Linked DNA regions of Mus musculus: region 1 is linked to region 2. A link is a contact called in public HiChIP or PLAC-seq data. All regions are on one chromosome and are shown on one strand. The core of a region is the stretch at or near the end of the contact, and the rest is flanking DNA. Distances in the headings are between cores, read along the strand shown. Region 1 holds the start of Ciapin1 (cytokine induced apoptosis inhibitor 1). Region 2 has its middle 11 kb from the start of n-TLcag4.

What was found. HiChIP or PLAC-seq counts read pairs in DNA pulled down with a chosen protein or histone mark.
Region 1: a contact with region 2 is called in an HNF4G HiChIP or PLAC-seq map of pancreatic cancer cells. The contact joins the promoter of Ciapin1 here to the enhancer-like site in region 2. A contact is called at or near these places in 10 of 39 promoter capture datasets (the 3T3-L1 cell line, the C10 cell line, cranial neural crest and 7 more), 4 of 15 datasets of contacts at CTCF or cohesin (CD8 T cells, the NIH/3T3 cell line, embryonic stem cells and 1 more), 48 of 484 Hi-C or Micro-C datasets (B cells, the C10 cell line, CD4 T cells and 25 more), 41 of 115 datasets of contacts at active chromatin or transcription factors (the 230-238 cell line, DN3 thymocytes, the HPC-7 cell line and 28 more) and 4 of 9 other capture datasets (adipose tissue, embryonic stem cells, liver and 1 more).

What each region holds. Positions count from the first base shown.
Region 1 is chr8:94,837,001-94,839,767 of GRCm38.p6, reverse strand. It overlaps Ciapin1 (cytokine induced apoptosis inhibitor 1), which reads left to right and starts at 1,428. Exons shown (of 9, transcript NM_134141.4): 1 at 1,428-1,516. It overlaps Coq9 (coenzyme Q9), which reads right to left and starts at 1,355. Exons shown (of 9, transcript NM_026452.3): 1 at 1,271-1,355. The coding sequence starts at 1,346.
Region 2 is chr8:94,713,287-94,716,137 of GRCm38.p6, reverse strand. No RefSeq gene overlaps it. Among named protein-coding and RNA genes, the nearest start is that of n-TLcag4, 11 kb to the right of the region's middle. Within about 2 kb of position 1,322, at least 33 of the 459 cell types and tissues checked have an H3K27ac peak or open chromatin away from gene starts, as enhancers often do. A contact at or near this core is called in the MC38 cell line, adipose tissue, embryonic fibroblasts and 4 more, where this site is marked.

The DNA.
Region 1 (2,767 bases), core at 179-2,678, 120 kb before region 2:
GGGGTAAGAGCACCCGACTGCTCTTCCAAAGGTCCGAAGTTCAAATCCCAGCAACCACATGGTGGCTCACAACCACCTGTAACAGAGATCTGATGCCCTCTTCTGGTGCGTCTGAAGACAGCTACAGTGTACTTACATATAATAAATAAATAAACCAAAAAAAAAAAAAAAAAAAAAAGTAAACTCTGATTAAAAAAAAAAAAAAAAGAAAGAAAACACTCAGGAGGCAGGACCAGGCCAATCTCTCTAAGTTCCAGGTCAGTCTGGTCTATATTACAGTGAGTTCCAGGTCAGCCAGAAATATAGAGTGAGACTTTATCTCAAATACTTCAGAAAGGGGACGGTTACTTCGGAGATACCTGTTGTAAACTGCTTGCATAACATTGAAAAAAAGATGAATGTTTGGGCTTTAAGGGCCCACCTAATATAAAGTTGTCGGGAATACAGTTGAACTTTTTGTGGACACAATTTCATGGGTAAATACCCTATGACTGGATTTGTTGGCTCACATTGCATTATTTTTGTTAAACATATTTCGTCTGAAACTCTAGCTAAAAATGCCACAAAGGAAGTCATTGAAAATAATAAGGAAAGAAACACAGAACAGCATGCTTAACAACATCAGCATTTGCTATAGGCCCAGAAAATTTGAAGTGAGGAGCCCCCAAAGTATGGTTGCGAGATCTCTGCGGTTCATGGAGATTTTAGTTGCATATTTTTTGTCACTGTGTCAGTGCAGAAAGATTCTATATACGGACAGCGATTTTTGCTTTTCCACTTAATGACAATGTACAAAGTTTCTAAAAGTAAATGTCTACTATTACTGTGGAGATAAAAATACGGGGCATATGGCAGCAAATGACGAATGTCACCAGCTTAGTGACGTGGTGTGGCAATAACTGACTCTGTGGCTGTTCGGTCGGTTTCTCCAGCGAGGCTGGCACAGCGCCTACGGCGACGGAGAACGCTTTGGAACGGACGAGCTCTGTGACCTTGGGCACACCGAGCCCTCTCTGAAGCTCCATTACCTCTGGGGAACCGGGGTGACAGGACTGCCCCGCGGCTTTTGCCCCCTCACAGCTCAAAGTCCGGCGACTGAAACCCTTAAGTGGCTTTTTCCAGCTCGCGACTCCAGCGGCTCCACGCCGATGCCCTTTACCTTGCTAGCCCCGACCAGAGCCTCTATCATCCCACGCCAAGCCCAGATCCGCCCTGCGCCTTCTTCCCGTTTTTCCCCCTCGCGCCCCGGCTCGGCTGGCTGTCACCTCACCGGGCAGGCACCGCAGCTGCAGGAGCCTCCAGCCCAAGCGGCCGAGGACACCAGACACGGCTGCTGTCGCCGCCATCTTGGAAGTGGGCACGCACGCACGCTGAGGGCGGCGACGCGCCGGGCAGCGTCACGCGTCAGTGGGGCCGCGTCCGCTCACTAGGACTCAGGTGTTGTGCGGCGTCTTCTCGCGAGAGACCAGGACGAGAAGCCGGCGTCCGCGGAGCGGGTTTTCAGGCTACGAGGAAGGTGAGGACGCTCGGGGTCGCTCGAGCATCTGAGCGGGCTTAACGGCCCTCCTAGGGGCCACTCTGGTCTCCCGTGCTCTCGCTTCGGCTTCTGGCGCCGTCATTGTCACCCCTTGGGGAAGCCGGGGTGAGGGGCCGCGGCGGCCGGGGCCCTGCACGCGGCGTGCTGGACGCCGGGGCTCGTCCGCCGCCTTTTTCCGCGTGGAAACCCGGAGCTGGCATCGGGACCGTCAGTTTACTCCTAGCCATCGGTGGTGACCTTGAGTCTCCTCCAGGGCACTTGGCGGAAAGCACCAAAGGTGGGGAGAACCTGGAGCCACAGGTTGTCCATTCGAGCCCGGCATTTATGTCCTAGGATGCTTGTTTATAGAAGGAGCCACCCAGGCTTTTGTCCTGGAGAGTTGCCCCTGTGCCGGGGTGTGGTCCCTAGCGATCACTAGCCATTTGCAAGGTCGGGAGAAGTTCGCTTCTCGGTGCCTGAGTCCAAGCTGCGGGTCTTCAGAGTAGAGCGGACTGCCTCGCTTGCTCTACCAGGGAAGTCTTGATGTTTGCTAGAAGTAAACGGTGTATGTTTAGTGTCATGGTCATGGGGTGGGGGAACATGTATGTATAGGTGCATACGCATGTGTGTGGAGGCCAGAGGACAACTTGGTGTTTCATCAAACTGTGGCCACCTTCTTTGTGACAGGGCCTCTAGTTGGCCTGAAGCGTACCAGTTAAGGCTGGATAACAAACTTTGCCACACGAGCTTTTGAAATATATATACACACACATACATATATACTTATATGTATGTACACATATATGTGTATGTATATATATGTATGTGTATGCATGTATACACACATATATAAAGATTCTGTGTGTGTTGGGGAGGAGTGTCTGCTTCCACTTTGAGTTCTGAGGGTTAAACTCAGGTTGTCAGGCTTTGTAGCAAGCACCCCTAACCCACTGAATCATCTTGGTAGCCCACACCCAAGGTTTTCTATGTGGGTTCTGGGGCTCAAACTCCTTATGCTTGCAAAGCACAGCCTCGCCCTTCCCAGAGCCCTGATAATGAATGGCTTTTGAGAGAAGAGTTTCACCGAGGAGCGTAAACTGTCCTCAGAACTCCTTCACCAGTCTCCCGAGAGAGCTAGGGTTACACGAAGGCTCCGACATTCTTGGCTATTGGTTGGTGTTTGTTTCGCTTTGTGGTATTGAAGAGTGGACCCAGGTCATGCTAGGTTAAGCACATACCACTGAACTGTGA
Region 2 (2,851 bases), core at 73-2,572:
ACTCCAGGCAGAATCCCAGGGTGCTTGGTATTCCTCCAATTTGACTTCACTCCCCATGGGGCTAGGAGTATTTCCAGGCAGGCTGTGGGCCACGTCCACCTCGCAGCCTTAGCCTCCAACATGTTAAAACCAGTGCCAAGTGAACTCAGGGTGCCAGGCTGGGGCTTGCCACCTCTGACTGGCCATCGGCAGGGCTTTGGGTAAATGCTGGCCTCTTGCCTCAGCTTCTCCTTTGCTAGGGCTCCAGAAGTGAGGCTTTTTTCTCAGCTTGGTCCTTGTTGCTTGTCTTGTAGGTGTAGCAAAATACCTAACAAAAGCAAGTTAAGGAAGGGAGGGTTTATCTGAACTTATTGTTTGAGGGTTCAAGTCATCATCCCAGATTTGAGAGTATGAGGTAACGCTGAATCCATAGTCAGTGTTTAAAATGGGTCTGAGGGTGGGTAATCTTAGGAACATGGCCATGAAACGGCCATTAATCCAAAGCACCCCAGCAAAGCATCGTGGCACCTCTGTAGAAGGGTGCACAGATGCAGTGAAAGCAGCAAGCCCATATACCAGGAGTCCTGGTGGGTTTTTATTCCTAATGCAAAGAGGTCCTGTCCCTCACTCTGGCTGGTCAGAGCTGGCTTCACACTCTTTTTGCCATAATCTGCTAACTTAAAAGTGGCACAGTTGATAAGCAAAGTGTATTTTTCCAGAGCAGGATACAACTCTGAGCAAATGCTTTGATCTTGAGCAAATACTAACTGGAAGAGGGATTTTTACCCCCCTCAGATGGTGTCTTTTACCAGTTCCTGTTAGGACCTGGCCCTTTAAACCCAGAAGCCAATTCAGAATTGGCAGGCCCCTACTGGGAAGAGTAAACTTATAGGGTGGATCTCAGGAAGAGTAACCCCAGGCCTGAGACCAGGGCTGACTCTCCAACCTATTTACCCATTAAAGATGGAACTTCCTTTGTTCTATTTAGCCATCTAATAGAAAAGGCAGGGGTTTTGTTTCTGTTTCCCAGGCCAGGAAGCAGAGGGAGGGCTCCTGGTGCCAGGCTTGCCTCCTTTTTCTTCAGGCATGGTACAGTGCCATCTATATCTGAGATGGGTTTTCCTGCTTCAATTAATGTAATGCATAAACTCCTTCATAGACTTACCGAGAGATTTATTCCCAAGATGATTGAATTCTGTCAAATTGACCATCAATATTAGCCAACACAACCCTTGTGGTTAGAAGCCCCTTCTTTGCCCACAGGGGAATCACCTGGGACTATCCTTTAGCTGATGGCTCTGTGCCCAGAGACTTGAGAGCTGCTTTTTGGATCGTTGGGAGTTTCCAGGATCCCAAGTCTGTCCCACAGCAATGTTTGAGTCACTTCCCTGCTGTGGGTAATAAAAGGCTAGTATTCAAATGCCACTTTTCCTGCCCAGGCTTGAATTGAGCGATCTAATAACTGCCCAGCTGAGAGGAGCCAACATGGTGTTTGTATATTTACCCTGTCAGTCACAGATTCTTAAGATTGGGAGACAGGTCAACAGGCTGGAGCCCCAAAGCTTCAGATTCACGCTGTCACACCTGACTTCTCTCGGCCACGGTTTCTTCCTCATTTGTAAGATGGAAGAACTTCTCCTGGTGGGATGCTTTGAAAATGAGCAAGCGAAGCATAAAAGACATGCAACTGCTGCTCAGTACTTGGGGAACCCACGGTCTAGGGCAACTGTCGGCTCACACCATCACCACATCTGGCTCTGCACTGCTTGCTGCATGGTGTACCAACCACTGACCAAGTGTTGCAAATCAGAAAGTTTTATTTATGGGGTGGTCAATTGTGGAGGCGTGAAGACAACTATCGAATCTGCAGATAGGATTTGGGATATCTATTGCCTTGAGGAAATGGGAAAGGGTACCAGGAGGGAGGTCATCAGAGCTCTGCCCATGCTGCAGACACATTTGCCATCCCCTGAGATTGGCCATTTTAAATTCAACTCAAAGGGAATGACTAGGCAGGGGAAGCCAGTTCATTTAGGTGCCCCCTCAAGCTTTCTTTTGGCTTCAAGTCCACTGCATGGATAAAAAGTCCTGAGTATCTTGGGGACACACTGCAGCTGCTTCATTCTTCACTATGCACTAGGCATCTGGCACGAGTTAAGGATCCCCCCCAAACCTAACGCATCTTCTACTTTGCACTCAGCCCCAGCAGCTATGTGTCTGGGCTGAGCCTCTCTGATCAAGATGCACACAGGAACACGAAGCTGCCCAAGATCAGACCTAATATCAAGGTCTAAGAGAATGCCTAGTCTGAGCAAGCAGGACCAACTTGCTGTGATTGCTACTTCTAGTACTATCTAACTGTGAGATCTAGGGGAACTTTAAAAACAATACAAATGGGGGGAGGAGTATAGGGGACTTTCAGGATAGTATTTGAAATGTAAATGAAGACAATATCTAATAAAAAATTGAAAAAAAAAAAAACAATACAAAACAAGACTCCAAGCTTCAGTTTCCTGGTTTGAAAAATGGTCCAGATTTGTGGCAGGAGAGATAGCTCAACAGTTAAGATGGCTGCCCCTTCTTCCAGAGGTCTGGAGTCTGGAAAGCTCACAACCACCTGAGACTATTTCCAGGGGCTCTAAGCTTTTCTTGTCTCCTTGGCACCCATGCAATGTGCACATACACATACAAATAAATAACTTAAAACTAAAATAAAATTTAAAAAATGATCCAGATGTTCTCTGTCTCTCAGCCTTGCTTTGAGACAGCAATATATAAGAAATGCTTAGCACAGACCTTAGAAGTTTTCTATTGCATAAAGTGTCTAGGGCCAGGAAGGTAACCAGTGGGTAAAGGTACCCCCAAGCCTGAG